2 separate regions of the Mus musculus genome follow, and region 1 is linked to region 2. Evidence: chromatin contacts called from public HiChIP or PLAC-seq data. All regions are on one chromosome and are shown on one strand. Each heading gives the region's core, a stretch centred on a gene start, on an enhancer-like site or on the middle of the called end of the contact. The rest is flanking DNA. Distances are from core to core; before and after follow the strand shown.

The links. HiChIP or PLAC-seq counts read pairs in DNA pulled down with a chosen protein or histone mark.
Region 1: a contact with region 2 is called in a FOXA1 HiChIP or PLAC-seq map of pancreatic cancer cells. The contact joins two enhancer-like sites. A contact is called at or near these places in 5 of 484 Hi-C or Micro-C datasets (bone marrow-derived macrophages, embryonic stem cells, liver and 2 more) and 2 of 115 datasets of contacts at active chromatin or transcription factors (bone marrow-derived dendritic cells and pancreatic cancer cells).

Annotation. Positions count from the first base shown.
Region 1 is chr6:53,704,838-53,709,717 of GRCm38.p6, reverse strand. No RefSeq gene overlaps it. Among named protein-coding and RNA genes, the nearest start is that of Tril, 110 kb to the left of the region's middle. Within about 2 kb of position 2,632, at least 43 of the 459 cell types and tissues checked have an H3K27ac peak or open chromatin away from gene starts, as enhancers often do. A contact at or near this core is called in pancreatic cancer cells, where this site is marked.
Region 2 is chr6:53,495,972-53,500,849 of GRCm38.p6, reverse strand. The region is part of intron 5 of Creb5 (cAMP responsive element binding protein 5); the gene reads right to left. It overlaps Gm38814 (a long non-coding RNA gene), which reads right to left. Exons shown (of 2, transcript XR_869096.1): 2 at 2,572-4,878. Among named protein-coding and RNA genes, the nearest start is that of Gm38814, 4.9 kb to the right of the region's middle. Within about 2 kb of position 2,684, at least 45 of the 459 cell types and tissues checked have an H3K27ac peak or open chromatin away from gene starts, as enhancers often do. A contact at or near this core is called in pancreatic cancer cells, where this site is marked.

The DNA of each region.
Region 1 (4,880 bases), core at 1,383-3,882, 210 kb before region 2:
TGCACATGGGATGCGTGTGTGTATTCTTACGGCTCCTGGAGAATATTTGAGTTGAGCATCACCCATCCACTGTCTTTTTTTTTTTTTCACAATTGTGGTAAATCTTACTAAGTGACCCTAGAGGCGAAGTCTCTTGGATCAGATTACTCTACATCTAGATTAGGATGGAACGGGGTAGGGTGTGTGTGTGTGTGTGTGTGTGTGTGTGTCTATTTCCCCAGTTTTTGGAGAATGGACTGCTCAGGTTCATTCATGGTCAGACACTCTTTGCTACTTGTTTACGTGTCACTATCGGGACACATCATCAACATTGTGTAAGCCTTAAAAGGTAACTTTCAACACACAACACTGCGAGCCAGGGAGGAGAGAGAAGAGCAGCGCTCTGTATTAAGTGACATCATTTTAATCTCTGTTCTGACATTGAAAGTTCGATTCAAGAGATACAGAGGCTACAGGGAGGTGTCACAATGCTGGTTTTCTTTGTGTGGCAAAGCAGCTGTTAAAGAATACTGCACTTTACTTAAGTGAGTCTCCCACGGCTGGTTTAATGGATGCGCCTGAACATAAAAATTGCACAGTCCTGACCTGTGTCTGTTCTGGCCCCTTGTTCTGGAGAAGTGGGCAAGTCCTAATTGCATGATTTGGCTGTTTGCATACAAAAAGGGAACTCAAATGCATCTTATAAGTGAATACTTGGAAAGGGAGTAGAAATCCATCCATTAGTTGAAAGAGCTGAACATACCGCAGGATGAATAAGAGATGCTGTGCTCATTAAGTGCTTTGTAAACTGAAACTGTAAGCTAACAAGAATGAATCGAAATGGCCCAACGGCTGAGCTAGAGCTAGTTTTTACACCTTAAAATGAACCAAGCATCACCATGTGTGCCTCTGCAGAGGAGTTGCCAGTGTCCTTGTAGATGTATTGTGTCTGTGCATGCCAATAAACATCTCAGTATTTCCCACTGCTTAGATTCATCCTGGGGAAACATGTTTTATCTCTCTTGTCTTCTTGGATGAGTGCATGCATGTGTGTGAGAGGTTGTATGTCGATGCACATGCTGGTTGTGGGGAGACACATGCACACAGAGAGTCAAAGTTATCTTTATCATCTTCCATTTTAGACACAGGCTTTCTCACCTCACCTTGAGCTTACACTGTGCCACTATTCACCGGCCATCGAGTCAGCACCCAGCATCCTCCTTGTCTTTGCCTCTCTAGTATTGGGATTATAGGTACATCCTACCACACTGGCTTTTACATGGGTGCTAGGGATAATTTGGGTCCTCAGAATTGTGTGGAGGGCCTTTATACCAAAGAAGTCATCTTTATAGTCCATCTACCGGAGTCTTTATGTCTAAAATATATTATTGTTGTCGTTGTTTGCTGTGCTGGCAATTAAGCCCTGTCAAGTAAGTATTCTATCACTGGTATATTTCTATCTAGTGTCCTACATTGTAACCCTGCCTTTTCCTTGGATATTTAAACAGTAAGAAGTCTCATTTTTGCCTCTGACTGTGAGTATAAGAGCCGTGATGTAAGAAGTCAGGAACTCTTGTCGTATATTCTAGTTCTTCTAGGGAAGTTCCTCAATTCCTTGCCCTGATCTGCCTTCCTGATGGGTCAACCTGACCCTACACACACTTCCTGGTGGGTCAGCCCGACCCTACATGGCATTGGTGCTTTTCAGATCCTAGTCACCCTGCGAGCTTCAGTGGCTTACTGGCTCTCCCCCCTAGTGTGGAATGTTTGAGGTGGAGCCTATGAGCCTGCATTTCTACAGCTTCCCAGGCAAGATGATGCTGAGGCTACCCAGACCACACTTAGAGAACCAATGAGCTTCCTGCTTCCTGTTGTTCTCCGGACCATTCACTTTTTTGCTTAATAATACAGATGAGTGTGAGGGTGCTGTGGGGTGTTCCATAAACACTATAATGACTTGACATTTCTTATGGGTTATCTCTGCTTGGCTTTCCCTTCCTTCCTTCCTTTCTTTCTTCCTATTATTTACTCTGGTTATAACTCATTCTGCTGTGACCATTCTACATGATGAATTTAGTGATTTCTAAGGTGAGTTAGGCACTTTAAGTAATCCAATCAATATCACGGGGGGGGGGGGGGCTTTTCTTTCTTTCACGAGAAAAAGAAAAGAAAAATGAAATTTGCTTCAGTTTACTGTGAATCACAAAATTATCTGTTCTTTACTAGAAAGGAGAATCTCCCAGGATCCACAGATGTCCTTGCATCAAGTAAACAACAGAAAAATACAGCCTTAAATACTGAATTCTCCTGCCAAGAAAGGGGCTATTCAAAAGTGTGAGAAGTTGCAATTTTATAAACACACACACACACACACACACACACACACACACACACACACACCTTTGAAAATACCCAATGGATAGGAGCGCTATCTTCCTTGATGGAGACTGGAGGCTGACTTTAGGAGAGCAACATGACTGGATGGAAGGAAGGTCGGAGGCTCACACTGGGGAGTCGGTGGCTTCGAAGGGAGCTGAACTGGAAACCAGCAGTGGATACAGTTTTGCTGAAGGGGTGAAACCTGGTTCTGCCTCAGTGAGCGTCTGCGGCCTTCTCCCACACCCTGCTTCCACCTCTATTACTCCATCCACATGACTAAGGCTCTGAATCATAACCACATGCCAGAGAAGCTCTCTAGCTGGGGGTGGGCAGGGGCAGTGTGTGTGTGTGTGTGTGTGTGTGTGTGTGTGTGTGTGTGTCGAGGGTGGGGGATGACCTGAGAGTTTATTCAATGTCATTAAGTTTAAAATTGGGCTCAAGAGTCAACAGTTCTAATCAGCTCCTGAGTGACAACTATGCGGCTCATTCACAATCACTGATGGCCAGGCCAAGCCCCACAGGTATGCACCTGTATAGCGGCCACTCAAGGAGAGACATGGTTAGTGAAACCAACCATGCAGGACAGCTTCCACAGGCATGCCTAGTACAGTCACCTGTGCAGGACTGGGGAGGGCCCTCAAGATTCCTACTGCCACTTTCTGGTCCTTATTGCATCTTATCTTCCAGCATCCCATCAGTGTTTAGTTGGCCATGTCACTGCCGCTGCCTATGAAGCTGGGGGCTTTCTGTTTTCCTGCCTTTGATCTAAGTGGCCCTGAAGCCGATGTAGAGGTGACTCAGCCGATCTCTGCTAAGCTGATTTTCAGATCCCTAGTAGACTTTTCTCTTGAGCTAAACTGTTCATCTATCTTTGATTTTCAGAAGAATCTCATAACTCTCTCTCTCTCTCTGTGTGTGTGTGTGTGTACTAATGTCAATTATTTTCTAGCTCCCCTCCTTAAATTTGGGTAGGAAGATGAACTATGGTCAGAGATCACCATAGCTGCCTTGAAATTATCACTGCTGTGGCTGCTAGGTAGTCTCTCTGCCTAAGGGACAGAAGATTTCTTCCCTTGCATAATTTCAGTCCTTCTTAGTGCCTGATATGATTTCTAACTCAGTGACAGACGGCCAGAGTGAGTGGCTCAATAAATTTTTATTGAACACCTTGTATGTTCAAAGCCCTCATGAGGACAGTAGTCTGGATTTTCAAGTTGATTATAACCCTGGAGAAAAAATAAGTTGGACAAAAGGGGAATCCATTTATATGAAACTGAAATAATGTCCCACTAGCGTTGACCCATAGATGATAATGTGTTCTTACCCATTAGTGATGGCTCCACAGCAGGCAGGGTGGGCAGGCACAGTTTCTCTTGGTTCTCTGAGAACTTCCAAACTCAGCACTGATGTTAGACAAACACACATGTGGCTACCACAGAATTTGCAATTGTCCTGAATTGCTCCTTTCGAATGTGGGACAGTCCTACTCAGTGACTATGTTTACTGGTTGGCATGGAGGAAATGTAAATCACTTAGTTTGCATGTGTACATTACTTTTCTCATAGCTGTGACAAAATGCCTCTCAGAGGTCATTTAGGAAAGATTTATTTGGGGCTCCTGGCTTCAGGGGTGCTATCAATCACCTGGAGAAGGCACTGTCGAGTGATGGTGTGCAGCAGAAGCCTGTGGGTAGAACGGTGAAGAAGCAGATATCCCAGGGGCTAAGATGCTCAAAGACCTTTCTTCAGTGACCCAGCCAGGTACCTCAGCCTCCCCAGACAACAACCAGCTGCGGACCACCAGTTAAAATCTAAGAGCCTTCGGGAAACATTTTATATCTAAACTTTATCCGCATGCTTTCCCGCTCTGCAACTCTGACTTCGTAAGCACCGTGCAGGTGTGGATACCACATCATCTTGAGTGAAGAGTGCAGTTGTCCTGATTTTGCACGCTCAGTAACTGACACCTTTAGAGGATGGTTGTGGGTATTACGCTCAGTGGCAGAGCCAGCATTCAGACCCAGGAAGGCTGATTCTGCTCGTCATACTTTCCGGACGCTCATGGAGTTTGTGCATTTAAAGAATGTTTGTTAAAGCATTAGGTTTTTTTGTTGTTGTTTTGATGTTGTTGTTGTTTTAATTGTCCCTGGTGAATTTGTGCAATACTCTTCGGAAGAACTCTAAAATAGTTTAAAAACTAAACACAACTAAATGGCTTTGGGAGCTTGGTTGTGGAAAACTCTTTAATGTGATTCTAAATATTTTAATCTCTTATTAGTTAATGCCATTTTGATTTAATCAAGGGCATCCCCGGCACAATAGAGCAAGAACCATCATTCCATCATTAATGTTTAATGCCAAAGGCTTGTACTAGGAGACTGTTGTAGAAATCTGATCTTCCAGAACACAGTCCCCTAGACTTCTAAGAAGGCTGTTCACACAGAGGCACAAAGTAGCCCTGTGACCAGACAATGGGAATGGTTTTCTCTGAATGCACTAAAAACATCCTTATCTTTGAGGTTT
Region 2 (4,878 bases), core at 1,435-3,934:
AAAGGACGTGGTACTACACTTGTCTTGCATTGATACTGGGGGTTCTGACTCAGGGCTTCATGGTTGCTTGGCAACTTCCCCAGCCCCAGGGTGTACTTTTCTTCTGTAAAACCTTAACTGTCCTAAAACCAGATTCCAAGACCCAGATGCGCATTTAGTGCTCATTTGGCGCCCGACCAGGGATGGATGGCCTGTTCATTGGCTACAGTTTTTCTTTTAAATTTTATTATCACTTTTATTTTATTCTTGATGTATCTCCTTTTAGAAATGTCATTAAACATTCTCTATGCTGGCTCCATGTAGCCAAAAGACTTTTCATGGGGGCATTTCCAAACTTTGCCCAGGTGTGTGTTATCACACTGGTGGGCTTCAACACACAATTCCAGTATTCTCAGCATCCCTCCCTCCCCCAGGTCCCAATGTGAGGCTTATTCTAAACTCATTACTGTTTCAGTTGGACGATGATGGGTCCTGAGGAAAATGAGGTCATGACGCCACCCTTTCCATTTAGAGAATGTTCGAAGTTAAGAAACTTTGTTCTCAAATGTAAGGAAAACGACTTCTCTTTTTCATTATTAAAAATGAAATCAATAAGAAGAGGGAGAAAAATATTCCTGGAGATAAGGAAGTTTAGGAAAAACAGAGCTCTTGTTATGCAGAGGGCTGAGGGACTTTCTCCCAAGTGTGACAGGAAGCCCACCTGTGTGACTGAAGTCTGAGTAGGCCAGGAGCATGGAGCCTGCTGGTGGTGGTACTGCTATCTCATGGGAAAGAGAATGAACACACGCAGTCCAGGGCTCATATTCTAGTCACTGGAGACAATAGAAGCTATGTCTTTGCATATTTTAACCAACCAACCACAGGACATTCTGAAAACATGCGTCTTTCTGGGTAATTAAAAAACCATTTCCCCACCACGTGATGAAATCCCAAATGGATAGCACAAATGTCTGCTCTGAGTGAGTTTTCAAATACTACTGGACCAGTTCCTAAGGCATGACGCTCCTGAAGCAGACTTTAACCTCCCACTGGCAAAAGGCCAACGTGGACTACAGGTTGGCCTGGAAGATACACTGGCTTACACTTTCCAAAGATTATCTACAACCTACCATCACGCAGCCCCACGACAAATGACTACAGTGTTAGTAAAGGGGTGCTTTACTAACACTGAAGTTTGACAAGCACATTTCCCAAGACACCTAACACACCTGTGTAGACACTGCAAATACCGGCACACGTGGCATGGCATATCAAACACAGTAGTTCCCAAATCAGATTCAGGTTGGTAATGGCCAGTGTTCAGGGAGAAAAACCACAGTAAATCGAATGGTGCTGAAACTCCCCGAAGCTTGTCATTCAAAAAACTGCTACTCAAAGGTGGCAAGCATTCTTCACTCAGAGAACAAAAAGTTGAAATGATATTCCTGTCTAGGTGCAGTGACTTAATGATATGACACTTATGAGTCACCATAAGCCCTTTGTCGAGAGGACAGGATTTAGCCCTGTACAACGGGAAGGCCAATTCAAGCTGTGTTTCACAGTGACCCCATTTGGTTCCCTACCCTACTGCATCTGGAGCAAGTTATAGAACTCGGATGACTAGCCTTTAGTTTCACATCAGGCATGCTACAGTGAACCTGAGAAATTATTAGAGAGTCACACACCTGCAAATAAAACTCATTTTTGAAATGGAAATGTATATAAAAATATATGTAATATATACATATAACACACACACACACACACACACACACACACACACACACACACACTGTGTTATTTGGATTAAATAAGTAAACAGCACAAAAAATTGAAATAGCATGGTGCCCACTATGTATTAGTGCCATGCTGAGGTACAGAAATCTATTTTCTATTTGACTCCAATGGTCAGGTCTACATTTACCCAATAGGACAGTCTCCCATGGATATCTAAGCTGAGCTAGGGTCCACTGTACAACTCCTGCAGAGAAATAGTGTGTGAAAAGAGTGTTTCTTTTCCAATAATGAATGCATTGGGGAATGAAATAAAATGGCCAATGTTTTCAATCTGTCTTTAAGAAGAAGGGTTAAGTACAAAAATCCCTTTAAACAATAATGGGATTTATGCGTGAAACATTACCCTCTTTGAACATGTTTAGAAAGCGGCTCTCCTTTTTCCCCTCCGACTAATAACAATTCAACATTATTTAACATAATCCTACCGACAGGTAATTTCTGACACAAAATTTATTACTGGTTTGCCCTCTGAGAGCAAGCTTCTCTATTAATGTTTCCTTTAAAAGGCTACAGCATACATTAGATTCTCAAACGGTTTCCCCCATGTTTTCCTTGGAAACTTCTACTTTCTGTGGTATTTCACATTGCCCAACTCTGTTTTAACTGTATCCTTACACACACACACACACACACACACACACACACATTTCCACCAATGCCCGGAGAACACAGTCAGTGTTTAGCATTTTTCTCAACTGTTATTGGGCTTAGCCGTAACTGGATAAACAGCAGCCCTAACATGTCATACACTGCAATGATTCCTTTTCCCTGTCTCTAAGCGAGTACATGACTGACTGAGAAGGAAGGCTTGGCTTTAATACAAGTGTGCTGGGAAATAAGAGAGCTGTAGGTTGCCTTTGTCATTGTCCAAATAGGGCTGGCGAGACGTGCAACTGGTGCCCTGATTGGTGGGTGCTCTGGGCCTTTCACCACGCCAGGCACATGAGTCTTCTCAGAACACAGTTGTGATGCTGACTCATCCCGAGAGATAATCTTGTTCCTGGTGAGTCAGACTGAGGCTAGGTGTTTCCCTACCTGCACGTAACCATACAAGGCCATGGCTATCTGAAGACTTACATCATCTGACCCCAAGAGAAACACGCACCATCTCTGCCTTTTCTCGAGCAGCTCTCCTGGCATCTTGAGCTTGTGGGTTAGGGTTGACATGTGGCATCTTTCTTTTGAAAGGGGTGTGGTCTAGATGGATAATTAGGTCACAAAGTGGTATCAAGATAAAAGGAAGTTAAAAAAAAGTGCCCCCATTAGTTAAGATCCAGTCCTGTGAGATAGGACAGATAAGCACACATTCACATATCTGTCACCCAAGATACAGATCCATCCTATCACTGAAAAATCCCACACTCTGCATCCATGTTATAAACAATTCTGACACGGCTTACACTGAAATCCACCTATAAGTTACTCCATGAACCACCGTGTAATGTATTCTGAACACAATGGGGAGGTTTATTCCTGAGGAAAACTTGGGGTTCCCCAATATCGTCAGAAGGCTGAGGGTGTTTCAGGGGAGAGCTTTGCCTTGCTTTGCCCTAATGGGTAACCTGCTTCTGCGGGAAAACACATGAGGGGTGACCCCTTGGGTACATTCTTAACTTCCCACTCTTCCTCCAAGGTTAAGAAAAAGATGTGCCCCTGCTTACCACCAAGGCCCAGGGGAGAGTCCTGTTCCTCAGCCTCAGTGAACTCTACACAAAAAGAAGCTGAGGATGTGCACAGGCCTTCTCTGCATCTCTCCCTCAACATCACACATGCACGCACACACACACACACACACACACACACACACACACACACACACACACACGAAACAAACCAGAAATTGCCAAGATGGCCGAGGCTTCATAGTGGGCTGAATTCCCAAGACCCCGTGGAAGCCCGCGGTACAAACTCTCCATCCTAAACCTTATCTGAGGTCCCCCACACATTAGGGAAGAGTTAAATGCCTGGGTTCCTGGTCTATGAGCAACTCAGCCATCCATTTTTCATTTGAAAGAATTTCTAAAGGCTGTATTCTTATCTTCAGGAGGCCCTGTAAATGCAGTTCTCGTGTTTTCATTGGGTTTATTTAGCCTGGGGAATTCAAGGCCCTCTGTTTAGGCAGTAAATTTCCCCCTTTGTGTGAATGTATGTGGTTAATATACTTAAAAATCCATCAGGCAGGACTAACAAAAATGCAGCCGCCTTTACACAGCAGTTTTTGGCAAGAATATAGTCACTCAGAATGACTGAGTAGAGCTTCTAATTGAATTGTGGTCACTAAGCCCAATACTATCAACGTCTGTAAAAGCCCAAGCCCGATACCCTGTGCACACACACTTTTCCTTCACCACCTTCTCTCACCCCTGGCCCAGCTGACACAGGCACACAGAAGAACCCCAGGTCGATCAGGAGGCAGGGCCAGAGCATAAACATCCTATGATTGGTTGGCTCTGGGCCTGAAAGGGCCATGTAGAAGACCTGGCAGCAGGGGTCATAGTGACTGGAAGGCCATGGACTTGCAGTAAAAGGTCACCACAAGTCCTAAGTTACCTCTGGGAGGCTTCCAAGCCTTGGATGACCGCCATGTTGACATTTGCTTTTGAATCACATAGTCTAGCACTCTAGCCCTGGGAGTCCCCTCGCCTCCTGCTGTGAGAACTCAGTCTGCGGTTCATTTGCTGACCTTGTATGTTTCCTGCTGTGAAGCCTAGGCCTGCCTCCCTATCTTCCTCTTCTCAGCCAGCTGAGGGCTTCTGGCAGCAAGCAACACACACACACACACACACACACACACACACACACACCACACACACACACACACACACACACACACACACACCCCTCTATAGCTGGGCAGCACTGCTCCTAAAGAGAAAGCTGCACCCCCTCAGCATACCTCACAATCAGGGTGGCCTTAGCTCCCCACTATGAGCCTTTGAAGAGAAGCATGGATGGAAGAGAGGAGTAACCAGCCCTCCTCTACAGCTTCCTCTCAACAAAGACAAAACAGAATTAAGCTAAGAATGCTGTAGGGAGGTTGCGCTCACCAGGTTTAGAGATAGCAAAGCGTTTTCTATAGTCATTGTCTGAACCTGAGACATC